Regions from separate parts of the Mus musculus genome. Here all the other regions are linked to region 3. Evidence: chromatin contacts called from public promoter capture Hi-C data. All regions are on one chromosome and are shown on one strand. The core of a region is the stretch at or near the end of the contact, and the rest is flanking DNA. Distances in the headings are between cores, read along the strand shown. Region 1 holds the start of Nmd3 (NMD3 ribosome export adaptor). Region 2 holds the start of Kpna4 (karyopherin (importin) alpha 4). Region 3 holds the start of Ccnl1 (cyclin L1). Region 4 holds the start of Arhgef26 (Rho guanine nucleotide exchange factor (GEF) 26). Region 5 holds the start of Rap2b (RAP2B, member of RAS oncogene family). Region 6 holds the start of Dhx36 (DEAH (Asp-Glu-Ala-His) box polypeptide 36).

Evidence for each region. Promoter capture Hi-C pulls out the DNA fragments that hold promoters and counts their contacts.
Region 1: a contact with region 3 is called in a promoter capture Hi-C map of liver, with 3 times the contacts expected there. The contact joins the promoter of Nmd3 here to the promoter of Ccnl1 in region 3. A contact is called at or near these places in 3 of 39 promoter capture datasets (the HPC-7 cell line, liver and pre-B cells) and 2 of 484 Hi-C or Micro-C datasets (CD4 T cells and CD8 T cells).
Region 2: a contact with region 3 is called in a promoter capture Hi-C map of pre-B cells. The contact joins the promoter of Kpna4 here to the promoter of Ccnl1 in region 3. A contact is called at or near these places in 2 of 39 promoter capture datasets (liver and pre-B cells) and 1 of 484 Hi-C or Micro-C datasets (LSK cells).
Region 4: a contact with region 3 is called in a promoter capture Hi-C map of liver, with 8 times the contacts expected there. The contact joins the promoter of Arhgef26 here to the promoter of Ccnl1 in region 3. A contact is called at or near these places in 2 of 39 promoter capture datasets (both in liver).
Region 5: a promoter capture Hi-C map of pre-B cells shows a contact between it and region 3. The contact joins the promoter of Rap2b here to the promoter of Ccnl1 in region 3.
Region 6: a promoter capture Hi-C map of pre-B cells shows a contact between it and region 3, with 3 times the contacts expected there. The contact joins the promoter of Dhx36 here to the promoter of Ccnl1 in region 3. A contact is called at or near these places in 1 of 39 promoter capture datasets (pre-B cells) and 3 of 484 Hi-C or Micro-C datasets (CD4 T cells, Th1 cells and pro-B cells).

What each region holds. Positions count from the first base shown.
Region 1 is chr3:69,720,385-69,723,454 of GRCm38.p6, reverse strand. Nmd3 (NMD3 ribosome export adaptor) reads right to left here and starts at 1,400. Exons shown (of 16, transcript NM_133787.2): 1 at 1,333-1,400; 2 at 989-1,046. The coding sequence starts at 1,032.
Region 2 is chr3:69,125,264-69,128,402 of GRCm38.p6, reverse strand. Kpna4 (karyopherin (importin) alpha 4) reads left to right here and starts at 1,311. Exons shown (of 17, transcript NM_008467.4): 1 at 1,311-1,671. The coding sequence starts at 1,603.
Region 3 is chr3:65,956,773-65,960,053 of GRCm38.p6, reverse strand. It overlaps Ccnl1 (cyclin L1), which reads left to right and starts at 1,805. Exons shown (of 11, transcript NM_019937.4): 1 at 1,805-2,246; 2 at 2,479-2,553; 3 at 3,092-3,201. The coding sequence starts at 1,926.
Region 4 is chr3:62,336,954-62,340,363 of GRCm38.p6, reverse strand. Arhgef26 (Rho guanine nucleotide exchange factor (GEF) 26) reads right to left here and starts at 1,587. Exons shown (of 14, transcript NM_001081295.1): 1 at 1-1,587. The coding sequence starts at 867.
Region 5 is chr3:61,363,058-61,366,262 of GRCm38.p6, reverse strand. It overlaps Rap2b (RAP2B, member of RAS oncogene family), which reads right to left and starts at 1,756. Exons shown (of 1, transcript NM_028712.4): 1 at 1-1,756. The coding sequence starts at 1,206. The coding sequence ends at 655.
Region 6 is chr3:62,505,266-62,508,707 of GRCm38.p6, reverse strand. Dhx36 (DEAH (Asp-Glu-Ala-His) box polypeptide 36) reads left to right here and starts at 1,720. Exons shown (of 25, transcript NM_028136.2): 1 at 1,720-1,990. The coding sequence starts at 1,769.

The DNA of each region.
Region 1 (3,070 bases), core at 151-2,650, 3.8 Mb before region 3:
TTAACATGGTAAGACTGTCTCAAAAGCAAAAATAAACAACAAAGAGAAACAAACAATATATGTAAGATCCGTTTCTCGTTTCTCTTGCATCTGACTCGGCTAGTGGGTGCCCCCTTTGTTCTGAGCATCTACAATGCGTAGATGCGAACAGGCCCCCTTTACAGGGACCCACAATGAACAGTAAAGGAAAATGTACGTATTCCATGAAAACAGAAAGGAGATTATTAAGGAAAGGAAAGGGACCTGTGAGGGGGTAGGAGGGTTAAGGAAGATCAATGGTAGGGTAAATATGAACGCTGTACAATGTTAAATATGCGGACCCTCCTATATACATGAAAATATAATGAAACCCTGTATTTTATGTTACAAAGTAATTTTTAAAAGGAGAAATAGACAAAAATACAGGACAAGAAGAGCACCTATGCCTACCGATGCTCTAAGCTACAGGAGTATAACTCTATAGTGTACTGGAGGCAGAAAAATTTTGTGAAGCAGGCCTGACATAATCGCAGCACTTGGGAGGCTAAGGCTGAAGGGACAAGGCTCTCAAGGTCAGCCGTGGCTACAGAGTGAATTCCAGGGCCAATCTAACAGGACTGGCTCCATCGAAAGTAAGATTTCAACGAAACAGCAGAAAAAGTCTGTGAACCTCCGCCACCGTGGCCCACGGCTGCCCAAAGAAAACTAAGATAATCTTCCAGTGGTGGCCACTAGCTGCACGTGAGCACCGCATACCATGTGGCTAGCACGACAGAGGAGCCGGGTGACAACCGTACACGTCCACTCGTGCCCCTCTAGGAGGACGTCTTCTCAAAGCACTCATTTTTTTCTACACCGGACTTAAAATGGGGTAGACTTCCTATGCGATCAAGACCCAACCGTTTTCTCCCACCGAGAAAAGGACCTCTCCTGCTAGCGTTAACCGTTTTCTCGGTATTTTACGATCTGCAGACGCCAAGGGATCGATCAGGGCGGGCTCGCAACTCACATGTGTCCCGGGCTGTGCTCAATGGACTCTGCCATGTACTCCATGGTTCGCGCGCGACCTATCAAGGGGAGGGAAGGACCGGTGAGACTTGGATCCATCAGGTCGAGTCTCCTGAGTTCGGGGACAGCCATGCGTGCGGCACACAAGCCCGGGGGTCGCGAGCCGCCGCCCAGCACGGCCCTTCCGCCCTCCTCCGCGCCGCGGCTCCGCATGCGGCCGGCCTCGGCCCCACACCCACGCCCCGGCGCCCGTGCGGGCCGCTCGCAGCCCGGGTACAGGGCCCGGCTCGCTCCCTCGTCTGGCCGCTGTTGGCGCAGGAGCCGGGTCTCCCACCCAGAACCTACCAGCAGCTCCGTGACAGGGCGAAATACACCCACAGCGGGCAACCCGCCGGCCAGGACGCACTACCGGCTACCTCAGCCGCGCTACACACCTACGAAGATCTCGCGATAGGAGAACCGGAAATCCCGCGTGCTGAAGGGTGCGGGAGAAGGGGACGGGTGGGCGGGGTCAAAGAATACACGTGTAGCAAGGGGCGGGGCCTATGGAGTGAGTGGGTGGGGATACGGGAGACCGGGCGAGCTGAGCAGGCTCGGGACAGTGATTACAACAGTTTGGTGTCTGTGATAGGCTCACCGTTCCACCCGCCCCCGTATCTTTAAAATGCACTTCTCAGCTCCTGGGGAGAGGGCTCAGCAGTTAAAAGCAGTTGTTCTTACAAAGGACCTGGGTTCAATTCCCAGCACTCACAGGGTGGGCTCACTGACGTCTAGAGTTCCATTTGGAGAGGATCTGCCGCCCTCTTAACTCTGAGGCCACCAACCACAAACTTGGTGCATATATATTCATGCGGGCCAAACACTCAAATACATAAAATACATGGATCTTTCTAAAGAAACATGGCCACTGTAAATATCACCATGGACAACTTAAGAGTATCGAATCGCTGTTTACTAAACAGTTGATGCAAAAAGAAAAAGAAAAGAAAGAAAAACTGAAAACTCTCTATTATATTGCAAACACTGTACTTTTAATAGTAAGCAGAAAATATAAAATGTTTTTCATTAAAGAAAAGTATTATTCTTAAAGAAATCATCTGAAACATATTTTTCTCAGAAGTGGATCCACAAAATAGATGAAAACAGGTAAATCCGCAACTGTAACCGAAACTGATGTCAAAAGGAAGACCCTAGCATTTCTAAGGTCCGAAGAGGTGTCAGACGCCCCGGAGCTGGAGTTACAGGTGGTTTGAAACTGCCCAACACAGAGGCTGAGAACCAAGCTCTTCTGGTCCTGGGAGAGAGTAGCAGATGTTCTTAACTGCTGAGCCACCACCTTTCCAGCTCCACACAATCATCTGTGTTTTATAAGACATTTATAATGAACATGGAAATGTAACTACAGTATAAACTTTAGTTACTTGTTTTTTAAAGATATGCCTAATTTCTACTAAAACAGACAAGGGTGTTTATGTTCTCCACTTTTAATAGAGTGTTGGAAGTTTTTAGCTAGGGCTGTAAGACAAGGGAAATAATAAAGGGAATACAAATAAGAAAGGGAGAAACCAAAATATTCTTATTTGCAGATGCTATGATTCTATACATGAGAGTCCTAAGAACTCCAATAGAAGCCTTAGCGTTGGAGGCTGGGGAGATGGCTGAGTCAGTAAGGTGCTTGCCATGCAGGCTCGAGGATCTGAGTTGGATACCCAGCACCTGCATAAAGAGGGGAAAGTGGTCTGAAGAGATGGCTCAGTAGTCCATACTATTATTCTTGCAAAACACTAGAGTTCAGTACCCAGCATCCGTATTATCATCTTTGAATGGCTTATAACTTCAACTCCAGGGGGATGCCTCTATCTTCTGTGGGCTCCTGCACTCATATTAACCGTCGGCACTATTCAGGTAAATGAGGCAAAGAATTTTTCTTACTAAGCCTGCCTTTAGCCAAGTGGCATATCTAGAGGATCACACTATTCCAATTTAGGCTAATGACTCTAATTGGACTCCAGGACCCTATGACAGTAGAGGGTCTTTGTTCCCCAATGAAGAGGGTTTAAATTTGAATTCATCTTATCAAATA
Region 2 (3,139 bases), core at 62-2,561, 3.2 Mb before region 3:
TTTTGTAATAGAGTTTTTTGCCAAGTTCAGACACATTTAGCTTTCCTCTTCCTTCTGACTCTGAACTGCCACTGCTTCACAAAAACCACACAATTTGGGGAACTAATAATTGATAAATGAACACACACATTTGTTTGTTTTTAGACAGGGTATTATGATGTAGCTCAGCTGGCCTCAAACTCATCTCCACCTGCCTTTGCTAGATTTAACGTGTGGATCACTATGCTCAGCTTAAATATAGTTTTGAAAACATGTCCTCACTCTCTTTTCTGAGCCTAGGGCCTCCAGCATAATTAGCTTCTTCCAATGAGTTGTATTTCTATTATTATTATTATTATTATTATTATTATTATTATTAATTTATCTTGAGATGAACCCGCAAGAGAAGAGGGGAAGTGTCACTAAACTGCTCGAAGTGGCTTTGGACTCTTGCTCTGGCTGGCCTTGCTCTTGGGCTACTTTAACAGCTCCTCCTCTTGCCCAGTAGCTACGATTACAAACCGAGTCACCGGCCCGGAGCGATTCTGAAAAATTTGAGAGGCTCTTTTGTACCTGTTTTACATCCGCCTTTGGTTACAATGTTCCTGGTTAAGAGGTTTCTTTGGGATTAACTTCCTTTATCAAGAGTCACAATGTTGCATTTGCTATGTCATGGCTCATAGTCGTCATTCTCTATAAATTAATACTTTGTGATCAAGCAGTTTAATTTCCCAAGAGAAACTGCTCAAAATGGGGGTATTAGGGAAGGACCAATTTTTCTCAAGTTTCTACCTGTTGCGAACCTTCTACCTTCCTTTTCCTACCGGGTCCCTCTAGCTTTCCCTTCAGTTTTCAGAATGCACATCACCGTAGTCAGTCCTAGCCACGATGCCGGGTCCTAGGTTGGTTCGCAGTTCCCAGAACAGGACTCAGGGTTTAGGACTTCACATGTAGCTTAGACACACCTCTTTGCCTTCCAAAGTGAATGAAGCGCTCAAGTAACACCGGGGGAGAAAAGAACGAAGTTCAGAACCCCAACATCTAAAGCCACCCCGGGAATCATCCCACCATAACCAGGACCACTACACCCTGCCCATCCCCGCCCGCTCCCGGATCTGCTGCTCTTCGGCTGCCTCGGGTTTCTCCCTCCGCGCGTGACCCCTCCCCTCCCAAGCTCCTGCGCCCCGTCCCTTTCCTGCCCCAGACTCTCCCTTCCCCTTTCCTTTCGCTCTTCCGTCCCCCGCTCTCCATCGTCCCTTTTGATTGGCTAAGCACTCCGGAGCCCGGCCGGCCAATCGGCGGACCGGGTTGGCGGCGATGGGCGTGGCCGTAAAGCCGGGCCCTCAGATCGAGGCTGCCTCCCCCTCTCAGCCGGCAGCACATTCCGCCGCCGTTGCCGCCGCCGCCGCTGGCCCCGCAGTCGTCTTCGCCAGAGCTGCTGTGGTACCCGAGCTCAGGGCAGGAGAGGCCAGCCAGGAAGCGGAGGCCCGGCGGGCGAGAGGAAGCGAGCGGACGGGCGGGCGACGCAGGCGGCGGCCGGCTTCCTGGGAGCGTCTGTGCGGCGCGGTGGTTGGGGCGGATCCCGCGGGGCCCGGGCGGGTGGGGAGAGTCGCCGGCCCGGCCATGGCGGACAACGAGAAATTGGACAACCAACGGCTCAAGAATTTTAAGAACAAAGGCCGTGACTTGGAGGTACAGTGGGGTCCGCGGCCTCCGGCCCCCGGCGGGACGCGGGGTGCGTACGGAGTCGGGCGGGCGCGGCGGCCGGCATGGCGCTGGGCGGGCGGGCGAGCGGCCGTGACGCGGGCGCCGCGCCGGGAAGTTTGTGCCGGGCCTGCTCCGCCTCCGCCGGCGACAGCGCCGGGGCCCGCCGGGTGCGGCCTAGGCCTGTCCTGTCGAGCCGGCCAGACACGGGTGAGGGCGGCGGGCATATCAGCCGCGGCGGAGGCCCCGCAGCGGCGGAAGCTCAGGCTCTGCTCGAGCCCCCGACGCCAAGCGTCGCGGGTGGAGGGCGATGGGGGAGCGAGCGGCGACCTCGGAACTTCTCCGGGCCCGAGACGCCTCCACATGCAGGTTTTCCTAATCGCCCCGACTCTGGTTTTACTTCAATGTCCAAACTACAGGAGTCAACTTCTCCGCTGGAGAAAAAGAAAGAAAGAAAGAAAGAAAGAAAGAAAAAAAAGCCACCCCCGCCGCGAGAGGCGGTCCTGGTGATGCTAAGCAGTGCCTTCCAGCGGCCTGGGTTTCAGTTTGGTCCTAGCTGATTCAAAGATGTGGCTCACGATGTGTCCCTTTCCAGTCAAAAGATCACCTGCCTCCACCGCCTTATTTGAGCTTGTCCACAGATCTTTTTACTCCTCTCTGAGAAGAGACCACCAGTTTGCATTCTTACATAGAAAAGTCCAAAGGGTTATACAAAGCTGTCATCCCCTAGTCTTCTCGGTATCCTTTCTCTCCACCTCCTGGTGGTGGTGGCAGTGAGGAATCCGGTAGGCTATGGACTGACACCATCACGTATTATTTTAAAGGGGGGAAGAAGGCTTCGTTGTCATAGACACAGTTGCTTCCAAGGTTCGATGTATTAAGCACACAGTTTCTTTCCATTGTGACTTTTTTTTTTAATATAGGGAATTTAAAAAAAAAGTCAAGCTTTTAGCTTCTTATCCCCTTTTATGTTCTGGTAACTTCTTCAGACTGCTGTGGTCGGTTCCTGAATTTGAGCATTTTCGGGATAGAGATGGCAACTTTTGTTGACTTTTCCCAATGCCAGTCAGTCTTTTAATGTAGTTTATCCTCTTTTAGCTTATTGCAGTCGTTAGAAGAACTGTATGTCCCAGGGTGTGTGTTGCTATTTAGAGATTGTTTGAAAGTTAAGGATGCTTATCTTTGTGATCATTTTTTATAGTGGAAGAAATTTAAAAAAAAAAATTTTTTTTTAGATTTGTGTATAGGGGTGTTTTGTCTGGATGTGTGTGTATGTGCATCATGTGTGTGCCCTGTGGCCAGGGAGCCCATCCTTTGGAAGTGGAGTTGCTTCCAGCTGGGAGCTGCCATGTGAGTGCTTAGAACTGAACCATTTCTTCAGCTCCCAAATTTAATCTCTTTATTGGAGTAATTTACATGTAACAAAAGCCAACTTTTTAAATGTATAGTTCATAGT
Region 3 (3,281 bases), core at 556-3,055:
TGGTCTGTGGTAGGTTCCCTATCTGAGGTGAGTAGTGTCTCACTAGGAAAAGTTTTGTCCCGACATACCTGTCCCCTGGACTTGTGTCTCCTATGCTGTCACAGAAAGTTTGGATATGAAATGCCTGCCACATACAGACCCTGTGAAGAGCTTGTCCTTAGTTAGTAGCACTGAGAGGTGATTTAATCACAAAGGCAAATACCTCATAAATGGGTTAATCCGACGATGAGGTCACAGCTGGACAAGCAATTAGGAGTTGGCAACCTACTTGAGGAGGGAGATCCCTGGATATATTCCCCTTTCTCTTTGTTGGTGGCAAGGGATTTGTTTTTACCAAGGTCTCACACCATAAAGTTCTGCCTACACAGTCCTACAGGTATAGGGCCACATGGCTGTAGCCTGAAACCTCAGAGACCATAAACCAAAATTAAACCTCATTGTGGACTTTCTAGGTAATCTGTCAGTGACAAAAAGCTATCACAATCATAAAATTTTTGTTTTTGAGGCTTTAGTTGAGTACTGGGATTAAAGGCTTGTGCCACCACTTCCTGCTCTATATAGCTTTTGTTTGGAAGAGGTTTTGTTTCATTTTGAAGATATTATATAGCTCTTACTGGCTTGGAATCAGTCTGACCCTCTAATCAGAGATCCACCTGTCTTTGTCTCCAGAGTGCCCGTCCCAACACACTTTGTAAAAATGAGCTGTGAAAATACCTTGCTTTGGTGACTAAGATGTATCCAAATTTTCAGTGCGCTCTATAGGTCCAAGGTTAAGACACTTTTCAAGAAAGTAAGCTTTAACAAAATAACAATTCCAACCCTTTGTACTGAGTCAGGAGATTTTTCTTTCTCCCTAAAGGCCATCTCAGAGGATTAAGCTGGAATAAAAAGATCATGGGAGGCCAGAGGCAGAAGGATCAATTGTTTCACGGTCGACCTCAGCTTTTGGGACTTTTAGTATGGATGGAAAAAGACCACAGCTCTCAGCCAGGCGGTGGTGGCGCACGCCTTTAATCCCAGCACTCGGGAGACAAAGACAGGCGGATTTCTGAGTTCAGGGCCAGCCTGGTCTACAAAGTGAGTTTCAGGACAGCCAGAACTATACAGAGAAACTGTCTCGAAAAAAACAAAAAAACCACAGCTCTCATCTTAAAGGGAATAAATGATGGGTTATCCTGGAGCCATTTTGATTGACCATGGTCCCGGAACACAGATTTAGGTTATTCCAAACTCCATGTAAGATGAGAGCTGTGTTTTTCTCTTCATTGACACAGGGATAGTTACTTTCTCTCCACTCTGACAAAAACCATCTCTTTAAGACGAGACTCCCCAGCGCAATGAAATCGCCCGTGTACTGTCCTCGCCATAAACCTATTTTTGGAACTAGGGATTTTCCAGATTACTGTAAACCCGGCGAAGTGAGGTCAGGGCTAGGCATGCCTTTCTAGGCTACACCCCGACACCCACGCGCGCTCGGAGCTTTCCGGAAACCCCAGGCGCTCAAACTGGGAAGCTGCCCGGTTCAGAGTCACTTTGTTACACTCCGGTGTCGCCGACCGCCGGACTGTCACCAACGCGCAGACCGTGCAGGGGTATCGGGGCCGACTCACCAGGCCAGAGTCCGGGTTATCCGGTGACTAAAGCCATTACCACCCCTGAGCCGCCAGCACCCTGCCCCGCCCTGCCCATCCGGACCCCTCCGCCCGGTGTCACCGACCGAAGCGCGGAGGAACTCGTTGGCGCGCGCGGGGAGTGGAGTGGGGTGGGGTAGGGCGTGTCGGCGTGGTGACGTCAGGGCGGAAGCGCACGCTGCGTGCGGCGGCCTGGAAGCCGGCGGTCACGGGAAGATCCGTCGCGCCGAGGACGCTGGTTAGTCTCGCTTTGGGTTCCGGCTGCGTCGGGCGTGCGTGGAGCTCGCTGGAACTATGGCGTCCGGGCCTCACCCGACCTCGACCGCTGCCGCCGCCGCCGCCGCTGCCGCCTCCGCCTCGTCCGCCGCCCCGAGCGCGGGCGGCTCCAGCTCCGGCACGACCACCACGACGACGACCACGACCGGAGGGATCCTGATCGGCGACCGCCTGTATTCGGAGGTGTCGCTCACCATCGACCACTCGCTGATCCCGGAGGAGCGGCTCTCGCCTACCCCGTCCATGCAGGACGGCCTGGACCTGCCCAGCGAGACGGATCTGCGCATCTTGGGCTGCGAGCTCATCCAGGCCGCCGGCATCCTCCTCCGGCTGCCGCAGGTGAGAACCCCGGCTGGTTGCGGGCCTCTCCGCCGCGGCCAGGTTTCTCCGGAGCCTGCGCCGGGCGGCGGCGGCGGCGGGAGCTCGGGCGGGCGAGGGTGGGGATGCGGGGGCGGGCGGCGCCGCGCGGCCCGGGCGGGGGAAGGGAAGCGAGCGGCCGCACAAAATGGCGGCGGCGCCTGGTGCGGGCCCGCCTGACCCCGGCGCTTCCGTTCTCCTCTCTCGTCTGCAGGTGGCGATGGCTACAGGGCAGGTGCTGTTCCATCGGTTCTTCTACTCCAAGTCGTTCGTCAAACACAGTTTCGAGGTAAGCGCGGCGGAGGCGGACAAGAAGGGATTTCTTCATCCGGAAGCGGGGAGGAAGGGGGTAGGAACCAGCTTTTCCAGAAAGGGAGTGGTTAGCTTAGGCCTTTGTACCTCGTTCCCACCCAGAAGGAAATGGGGCCCGTAGAGCAATGTTTCAAGAACTAGAAAATGGATCCCCAGTTCACGTGCTCTGTTAACCAAGAACTACGTTTTCAAGCCATTGCACAATTCTAGCAAGAGGTAGCTTGATTCTGACCCAAAATTAAGAGCAGTTGAGCAATAAAACGTAAGAGCTGGTCTAAAAATGTCAGCTTCGATTTTATTTCGCTAAAAAGCCCGTTGTATCCTAAAGAGGGTTCTTTGCCGGTCCTTGGTGACCCACATCCTTGGGCAGGCAGATGTACATACAGATGGAGTTCCTGGAAGCCAGGACTACACAGAGAAGCCCTATCTAAAAACAAAACAAAATAAGGGTTGTTAGACTTTGTTAAACTGTTTCTAGTTTAACTTCACTTGGATTTTTACCTGGGTTCTTTCAGATTGTTGCTATGGCCTGTATTAATCTTGCGTCAAAAATCGAAGAAGCGCCAAGAAGAATAAGAGATGTGATTAATGTATTCCACCACCTCCGCCAGTTAAGAGGAAAAAGGTAAGATTGGCCTGTTGAACATAGTATCTCTTGCTGTACTGTGCACCAATCATCCAGTCAAAACATCTTCTCCCCTCCCT
Region 4 (3,410 bases), core at 338-2,837, 3.6 Mb after region 3:
GTGGCCCAAGGGTGCTCCCAGTCCCTCCACCATGCTGCGCACCTTGAGAAGCCTCCTATGGGACTCCACGTTCTGACTATTGGATTTACTCAGTTTAATTTCAGAGGCAAGGCTTTTTGGGATAATCTGCTGCTTTCCCATCTTGAGGGCCGCCGGGCTGTTGGTACTCAAAACCACGGAAGGGTTTGGGAGCTCATTCCCTTGGGAGGGCAGCCTTTGGAGTGGCAGTTTTTGTTCTGAAGACTTGTGTGGGAGAGCAGGAGAGAGTCTCGAGGGGGCCAGCTCCAAGTCCCCAGCTGGCTGACCAGTTTGTGATACTGGGCCAGATGAGTCGGTTTTATGGGCAAGGCCATTGGCAATGGGCGAAGATACCTTACTGGCAGTCACCCCGGTGCAGTCCTCATCGGTGGCGCAAGAGGCCGGGGTGTCCGGAGTCCGGGAGGCGCGCGACAACAGCGCCGCGGGCGAGGCCACGGTGCCATTAGAAGTGGACTTCGGGGAGCCGCCCGACGCCGCGTAAGAAACCAGGGGTGACTTGGGCCGTCGGAGTCGAGGAGAAGCAGCTCTGTAGTCCGGGGACACCGTGCGACCATTGGTCACCGGCCTCCGATGCGCGCTCAGAAGCTGGGGGCTCCTGGACACCGTCCTGTCGTCCGGGTCGGCGGGTACGCGGACCGGAGTCTGCGGCGTGGGAAGGGCAGCCAGCTCCTCCACAGGGAAGTCGGTGATCAGCAGCCCGCTGGGGCTCTGGTACGACTGTGGCCGCGGCTTGCTCCGGCTGAGCAACTGGAGCGGAGGGGTGGACCGTCTCCGCCACAAAGGGGTGACGCCGTTGCTGGAAAAATCCACCTCGCTTTCGCCGTCCATAGCGGGGCCTTTGAGCCAGCCCCGAGAGGAGGAAAGCTGCTCAGGTTGCCTAAGAGAAAGGAACTTTGCCTCCGGACAACTAGTCTTGTCTGGGAGCCTAACCGGGTTCCAGCCCGGCGGTCACACGGGTGTCGCGCGGGACTCGGCAGCGCCGCACTTACCCGCCCTTTCTCGGGCACAGCGTCTCCCGCCAAGCTTCCCGACCGAGGACTGAGATCCGAGCCGCAGTTGATCAGATGAATCCCGTCTCCTCTGCGTCCTTCCCGCCCCCCAAGCCCGCCGGCACCTAGAGAGCTCGCCGCCACCGCAGGACCCTTGGAAAGAGTTCAGCTGGCTGGGACAGCTCGCCGTGGGACGCTCCCCCGCGTCTCCATCTAGCCGCCCGCCCCGCGCCAGTCCACCCGGTCCCCGGTATGCGGTCTCCAGCGCGCTCACCCTTCCGGGGCACAGACCAAGGAGTACTCCCTGTCCCCGAGGGTGGCCTGGGTCCTTACTAAAGCGCGGAGACAACCGCTCAGCCTGGGACAGCAGAGGCCCGCGGCGCCGGCCCCGCCCCCGCGCTACGCCCCGCCCCAGCACGCCGGGGAAGCTCGCACCGAGGCGCCCAGGAGTTCCCGCCCCTGCCTTCCCGGAGTGCGCTCAGTGATTGTAAACGGGACGCGCACACCTGAGCTGCCTGTCCAGACCCTGAGTGCAAGAATGCAGGAGCGCGGGCGGCCGCCCTACGGGCCAGCTGGAGGGCGCGGTCGCAGATCTGAACACTGCGTGGGAATGGTCGTGAGAGCAGAGAAAGGGCTTCTTGATCATCCCTAGACCTGGAGGGGAAGGTTGGAAGGGTGAAACACTTCGGAGCTTGGTGCTGCTGCGACACTTCACTGGGCCACTTGTGGGCGTCAAACTGAACCTCACTCCGGGCTCTCACTCATCTGCTTGCAATAATGTGTGGACTACAGACAGATTTGCTTGTATGCACTCAGAGGAGACTGAGAGGCCAGGTGGACTATGACTCTACATGTCCTAATGTCCTAATCTTTGTGCCCTGTATGTTTGAAAGTCACACAGTAAAAGTAAACAAAATACAAAATATTTATTAGTGTGTAGTTGTGTACAATATAAATTGAAAATCTGTATGTAGAATAAAATATCGAACAAGAAGTAAATTCCAAATCCTTATTAGAGATTAAGAGGCTGGGCCTACCCCTTCAATCTAGTCTTTTTTCACTAGCTTTATCTAGTCAAGCCAAGTCCACAGTCTTAGAGCCTTCAAGTTTATTTCTTGGCCTTCTGGTTTGTCACTTCATTGGAATTACCCCCGATTTCCCCAACCACCTGATCTCTTTCTTTTTCACATTAACCGAAATTTGTAAATCTGAATGCTTAGTTATATGTCTGTGTATTAGTGCTTAATCTATTCTGCCTTTGCATTGTAGTTTTGAAGAGGGCAGGGGTTATATTTGTGACTCATGCACACAGTAAGTGATAAATATCTGTGGAGTTTGGAAGTAGATGAATAAGAGAAATGAACTGGGCCAGTGATATCTTTTAGATGTTGGTTGCCAAGTTGGCTATGTCTTGGTGAAATTCCAGGTATGTACGACCTGAGAAGACATGATTTTGGTTGATGAGATCTGTAGAATTGGTTGTTAGCAAGACACAGGGCAGGCTCCAAGTGTTCAAAGTTCATGTGAGTGCCCACTGTTTAAAGCCATGCTTCTTTCTGCTTTGGGTGGCAAAAGGAAGGGTGGTTCTTTATGTTTTTCTATAATTACCAAAGTGACACAGTGAAGGTCTTTGATCTCAGAAACTTTTTTGAACTCGAACAAATGGAATCAAAATGTATATCGAAATCATTTTTGAGAAGATTTACTAACAATTTCATACGGAAATAAGTGGATTCTATGTTCATCTATGGAGCCTTGCTGTAGGGGATTTTCATATCAATAATATTAGTTTTATATAATAAATTTAACTTCAGAAAGTTGTGGAGATTTATAAGTGGCAGGTTTAACGTGGATCAGAGTGCAGTCTGTGATCAAAGTTTAAAGACTTCGAGAATGGCCTGAGAAGTTAATGTCCCTGTAGGTCACATGGGTTCTTGAGCTGTGGTGACTTGTGATGAAGAAGTCACAGTCTGCTCACCTCCGTCCTGAGCAACAGCCTACTCCCCAAACAGCATCGAAACAACAAACTAAGGAAAATTGGCAAGCACACAGACTGTGTATTTTAGCCTCCATTTAATCTATTATATATTTTCAAATCTAAGGCGTAGTCAGTTGGTTGCTGTGCTGGCTAGTCTTATATCATCTTTAATATACAACCTAGAGTTATCTGAATGGAGAGAACCTTAATTGAGAAAAGGCCTCTGTAAGGTCCAGCAGAAAGGCATTTTCTTCATGATTGATGGGGGAAGGCCCAGCCCATTGTGGGCAATGCCATCCTGGAACTGGTGGTTCTGGGAAGCAGCACCCCTCCGCAGCCTCTGCATCTGCATCAGCTCCTGACTCCAGGACACTGCCCTGTTTGAGTTGTTGTCCTGGCTTCCC
Region 5 (3,205 bases), core at 507-3,006, 4.6 Mb after region 3:
TGTGCAATACTTCAGATTGGATACACTGTAACAAGAACCCAACTTTGCATAGACATCCTCAGAATCGTAATCAGTCCCTGGGTTGCCCTTCCAAGCTGGCAGAAAAGGAACCCCTGGTCTTAATTTCTAAATAATCCTGGAAAACAAGGAAAAAAAGTTTCGTCCCCTCTTCTGGCTCCTTCATATGATTTTCTTGGACCTCTTTCCTTGTGTTAAAACTTGGAACTATGAACAGTTGCTCAGGGGAACCCTCCCCCACTGCCTCCTTCCCCTTCACTTCCTCTGCTTCGCCACCCCCATTTTTTTTTTTTCAGGTTTGAAACTTTTGCTTGCCGGTGTCAAGCAGCCAATACAGAGCCTTAATGGCTATTTAAACGGGGAAATATGCATGAACCAAAATCAACGAGGAACGTACACGCTGTATAGAGCCATTTTTCCACCGGGGTCTCAGATGCTCTGCAACGTACACCCTCTCAGACCCTGGCTGAAGGCTGGGGATGCTGGCTACACAAGTCAGCCAGGTTCCTCGGACATCCCAGCCAAGACAACAAAGTCGTCTCCAATCTCAAAGCAAGAAGACAATCACATTAAGAGAATCGGGTGCGTTTGGCTTTGTGCACAGAGCGTGGCCAGCGCCCGGCGGCAGACGGCGCCTCACAGGATCACGCAGGCCGAGCAGCAGCCCTCGTCGCCGTTGGGCTGTGCCGCGTAGTTCATCTGCCTCACGATCTCTGCGAATAGCTCATCCACTGAGGCTTTGTTTTTGGCCGATGTCTCCATGAAGGGGCAGCTCCACTCCTCGGCCAGGGCCTTACCCTCGCCATAGGAGACCTCACGTTCACCCTCCAAGTCCACCTTGTTGCCTACCAGGATCATGGGTACGCGCTCGTACCGCTTCACGCGGATGATCTGGTCCCGCATGGGCTTGATGTCCTGGAAGCTCTGCTGGTTGACCAGGCTGTAGACGAGAATGAAGCCCTGGCCATTCTTGATGTACAGGTCCCGCATTGAGGCGAACTGCTCCGTGCCCGCGGTGTCCAAGATCTCCAGCACCGACGGCGACGAGTCCACCTCGATCTCCTTGCGGTAAAAGTCCTCGATGGTCGGGTCGTACTTCTCGATGAAGGAACCTGTTACGAACTGCACGGTGAGCGCGGACTTGCCCACGCCGCCCGAGCCCAGTACCACCACTTTGTACTCTCTCATGGCTCCGTCGGCGCCCTCGTCGCGCCTGCCGCGGCCCCGTCGGGGCTGCGCGCCGGGGAAGGCTGGGCTGGGCGGACGGGTGGACTTCTCCCCTTCCTCAACTTCGCAGGAAAAACCCCGGCGAGACTAGCCCGGTAGCACGGGCTCGCCAACAGACTAGCAGAGCCCCGCGCCAGGCCGACCGGCAGCGGGGGCGCGTCCCTAGGGCGCGGGTCCCGGGCCCCGCAGCAGCCCTGTCGGAGGACCCTGAGGACAATGCGCGCAGCCGGAGCAAGACAACGGCTGGAGCTCTTCGCCCCGGCAGCCTGGGAGGGCCGGGAGGAGGTGGCGGCTGGTTGCAGAGGCGGCTGCTAATTGGGCGTCCGGCTGAGACACGCGTGGCATGAGTCCCCGCGGAACGTGCGTCCAGCTCCGCGACCCATCACTCTCTCTCCTCTGTCTCCCGCAGCCTCCGCTGGGCGAGGGCTTCCTACTCGCCGCGCGCAGCCCAGCCCTCCCCGCCCAGCCGAGCATGCCCAGTACGTCGCCCGCGGTGCCCCGCCCGAACTCCGCTCCAGCTTTTCCGCCGCATCGGGAGGGGGCGTGACAGAGGGTGTGGCAAACAGGGGCTGGGCGGGGCAGGGCGGGGCGGCGCGAATCTTGGAACTGGGCAGTCTTGCTTGTGTGTGCTTGTAAGTGGAAAGCTCGCCAAACCGAAGTCACCTCGGTCGGGGCTGTGCGGCTGCCGGCCTCCTATGGGGACAGCAGGCAGCAGCTGGCTGCGACCTCTTCGTCGGCTTGCGCTGTTAAAGGATAGACACTTGTCCCCGAACTCAGGCTGCTGCGCGCCTCTCAGGATCGTACACTTGCAGGGCATTTTTCAGGCCCCGGAAGGTAGCAGAGGTTCGTGCTCCCACTTGGCCCGGTGTTCCTCAGTTTCCCACGAAGAACTCGACCTGAGTCCCTGTCCGGACAAGGAGTTAGGGCTGGGAATCTGTGGAGAGCTGCAGCCTTCAGGGCAAGAGTTGCGGGGTCATCCTACGTCTCCCCCCTCCCCAACACCCCTTTGGTTAGAGCCAAAATATGGCTTGTGGATCGAGCCCCGTGGCTCCCGCACCGAGTCAGGGCATGCTCAGTCGGAGGAGCAGGTTTGGGGCTTGCAAGTAGGAAGGTTTCGCACCGCACACCCACACGCCAGCTCAAATTACCTCTCCCAGACTCCCAACTCATTGGCCCCAGGATGTGAGTCTCACACCCCCAAATGTTTTTCCATTGGCTGTTGCTGAGGTTTTGTCGCTTTAGACAGCTTCATTGGCTGCAAAGTCGCCTCCGCTCAGGATTGGTTATTTATAGAGATTGAGTGGAGAGGCGGAGGCCCAGCTGTTCCTTCTCCACTGCTCCCCGCCCCCTTCCACCCACTGCCCGGGCCTGTGCATCTGAAGCTGAGAGGGGAAAAGAAGGAATTTAGGTGGAGTGCTCCAAACTAAATATAGTCCTTTGTTGGTGTTCAGGAGGGAGTCTGACTTCTTTAAGCCCAGTCACGACCGTCCCTTAAAGAGAGCAACTAGAGCTCATTGCTGCTCCCCGTCTTTAAGAAACCCTGAAGTTCCTAACTTGATCTTAGCAGGAAGAAGGCTGGGATGAGCAATGAGCCACCGCAAGTTCGTGGCATCAGGGGAGGTGGGGCTGCCCGGGCTTGCCTCTTCCCAAAGCTCTGTTTGGTGGGGAGGGCAGTCTCAAGACTTGGCTCCGCTCAGTTGCACGGCGATGTGAGGTGACGCCTGGACTTGTCCCGAGTCTCTCTAGATCCTTGCTAGGAGAGATGTCGAGACCTGTCTGTGTACTGCACTGGCAGCGGGAGCCCGGGGGCACAGAGGGGTGGGGATCGGCTTTGTGTCGAGTCAACCAGGGTTAAGTAGCCAGGCTTGCTATCCCCCTGCCACTAGCCTCTGCTTTAAACGTCCTCACGGAAGGAAGAACCGAGCAGTGTTGCTTTTGGTTCCAAGTCACAGCGGTACTT
Region 6 (3,442 bases), core at 471-2,970, 3.5 Mb after region 3:
CATAGATCAGAAATAGTGTCAGGCCTTGTTGCTTGGAGCCCAAGTTGGGACGGTCATTGGACTGACTTTCCTTTTGTCTCTTATCCATTTTTGTCCCTGCAGTTCCTTTAGGCAGGAACAAATCTGGGTCAGAAAATTTAACTGTGGGTTAGTAACCCAGTCCCTCTTCTTGAGACCCTGTCTATCTACTGGAGGTAGTAGTCTCTTTAAGTTCCCTCTCCTCACTTTTGGGCATTTTGGCTAAGGTCACCCACATTGAGTCCTGAGAGTCTCTCACCTCCCCGGTCTCTAGTACTTTAGTACTTTCTAGAGACCCCCGCGCCCCTCCCATCCCCTTGGCTGCTTATTTCCATTCATTCTCCTGGCCCTCTGGGCTTCTCTCCTGCTCACCCACCCAATACTTTATCCTGTTTCATTTTCCCCTCCCCCTTCCATTCGGCTACCTCCATCCCTCTGCCCCCATGATTATTTTCTTCCCCCTTCTAAGTGGGATTGAAGCATCCTCATTTGAGCCTTTCTGCTTGTTAAACTTTAAGTACTGTGGATTGTATCCTAGGTATTCTGTACTTTTTTAGTTAATATCCACTTATCATTGAGTACGTACCATGCATGTCCATTTGGGTCTGGATTACTTCGATGATCAGGATATTTTCTTGTTCCATTCATTTGCATGCAAAATTCATGATGTCCTCATTTTTAATAGCTGAATAGTATTCCACTGAGTAAATGAACCACATTTTCTGTATCCATTCTTTGGTTGTTTCCAGCTTCTGGCAATTACATATAAGGCTGTTATGAACATAGTGGAGCACATGTCCTTGTGGTATGGTAGGACATCTTCTCATATATTCACAAGAGTGGTATAGTTGGGTCTTCAGGTAGAACTATTTCTAATTTTCTGAGGAACTGCCAGATTAGATACAAGTAACCTATGACAGCCTCAAACTCATTATACAGCTAAGGGTCAAATTCTGATTTATCATCTTCCATCTGCTGTTTGCTGAGATTGCATACCTGCACCACAACACCGTTTATACTGTTTGGGATTAAAACCATGCCAGGCAAGCACTCTTATCAATTGAGCTGACACCCAAGTTCCAGGATTAAAGTTTTTTTTTTTTTTTAAGATTTATTTATTTTATGTATATGAGTTTACTATAGCTGTTTTCAGACACACCAAAAGAGGGTATGGGATTTGATTATGGATGGTTGTGAGCAACCATGTGGTTGCTAGGAATTGAACTCATGACTTCTAGGAGGAGCAGTCAGTGCTCTTAACGGCTGAGCCGTCTCTCCAAGCCTAGTATTAGAGAGTCTTTAAAGAAGGTATTTGGGTGCGTATATTTGACTGAAAGAGGTGCCAGGCGTTTTCTAAGAAATAAGAACTTCTTTGGTCTTTGAGGACAGAGTACACAATGGTCGATGGTTTTGTTGGGTATGTATTTGCATGGCTTTGCAAATAAGTTCTAGGTTTAACAAAGTAATTAAAATTCACTCAAATTTCCACATTTTCTCAGGCTAGTTTAAATTCCCCGCCATCCGAAGGACGCCCACCCAGGAGCTAAGTTTCTGGCCAGAACACGAACCGCGGCTCACACCGCTGGCGCCGTCCGTGACGTCACCGGAAATGTCTGCTTGTGACACTCAACGTCCCGCCCTCTCGCGCTGGGCGCCGGAAGCAAAGCAGAGGGGAATGTGCGCCCGCTTCCGGGCCCGGACGCCATTTTCAGCGGTTGAGTTTTGGCAGAGCTGCTAGTCGGCTCCGACAATGAGCTACGACTATCATCAGAGCTGGAGCCGCGATGGGGGCCCACGGGGCTCCGGCCAGGGCTCCAGCGGCGGCGGCGGCGGAGGGAGCCGGGGCTCGGGCGGCGGCGGAGGGGGCCGCGGCGGCCGGGGCCGGCATCCCGCACACCTTAAGGGTCGCGAGATCGGCCTGTGGTACGCCAAGAAGCAGACGCAGAAGAACAAGGAGGCTGAGAGGCAGGAGGTATGGAGGTCTCGTCAGGACGCGTTTGCTCTCCCTGGCGTTTGCTCGAGCTCGATGCAACCTCTGTCGAGCCCCGGGTAACGGGTCACCCGATGGGTTGCGCCTCCATCCCAAGCCATCACTGCTGCAGCCGATGCATGCTCTGTTTACGGACTTGAGAACTGAACTGAGGGTGAATGCTAAATTCAGACTCTAGCCAAGCCGACTCTTATTAGGGGATGCAATCATTTAGAATGCTTGCTGTCACCTTTAAGTTTTTTCCCCGAAGCAGCCAACAAAAGCATTAAAACACTGTCTTAAGTGTGTAGATCTTGGAGAAAAAAGTAGTTTAGGTAATAGTATTAGCATTAAAGTGAGTCATATGCTGGTCTTTTTTTTTTTTTTTTTCTCCCTTTCTGTTCTGAATTTTCTGTTGACTAGCAGCGCCTCTTTTAAGACTTATTGAAAGGAAGACGCTGTAGAGAAGTATTTGGCTAATTTCATCAGGAAATTGTCAGTTTGGTTTGTATCTTGAAGACCTGTAGTATAGGAAGCATCGTGTTTTTGTTGTCTGTTTTGTTTTGTTTTGTTTTGTTTTGTTTTGTTTTACCTGAGACAGGGTTTGTGTAGCCTTGGCTGTTCTGAACCTGCTCTGTAAATCAGGTTGGCCCTGAACACACAGAGATCCACCTACCTCCGAGATTAGAGGTGTGCACCACCAACCCAGCAAACATAATGGTTTTTGAGTGACCTGGTCTAAGTAACTCCATCATTGCGCAGAATCTTTAAGTGTTTGGACACTGTTTCATACATGCTTTTTTGAATGCTAAAGACCTTTGCATTCTAATAGGGGGAAAGAAATACCTAAACAAATAAGTTCAATAAGCGGATCTTTCCAGATATACACAGGACACACGTAACTTGTGCCCTGGATATTGATGCTACATAGTGCAGGCTGACCTTGTACTCCTAGTCCTCTTTTCATTCCCAGTGCTGGGATTTCATATGTGCACACCTCAGGGCTAGGCTTTTTTTATTAGTTGACCCCTTGATCCCAGTCCCATCCCCAAACTTCCACTTTAGCAAATGCCAGTGTTGTTTATTCACCTGCCATGTGGAAGTGAGCATTGATTTTTCTCTTTTCATTTTGGGAAATCTGTTTGCTCTGCTTTCTTGCTTATCTCTGCAGCAAGTATGGGTCAGACCTCTTAACTTGTTATTTGAATTATAGCCGCCCACCCCAGTCCCATTGTGGTCTCTTAAAACGTGATTCCTTAAGTGGTCTTTAGATCATTTTATTCTTTACTTCCCAACTTGTTTATTGAAGCCATGCAGCTTCTGCCTCTCATTGGTGTTGCCTGGGAACCATGTGATCTGGCTGTAACCTGTAACCCTCCTTGGGTTGATTTTTCCCAGCTCAAGCTCTGAGGCTGATGTAATCATTTATGATTTCTGCTCCTTATTACTTTTTTT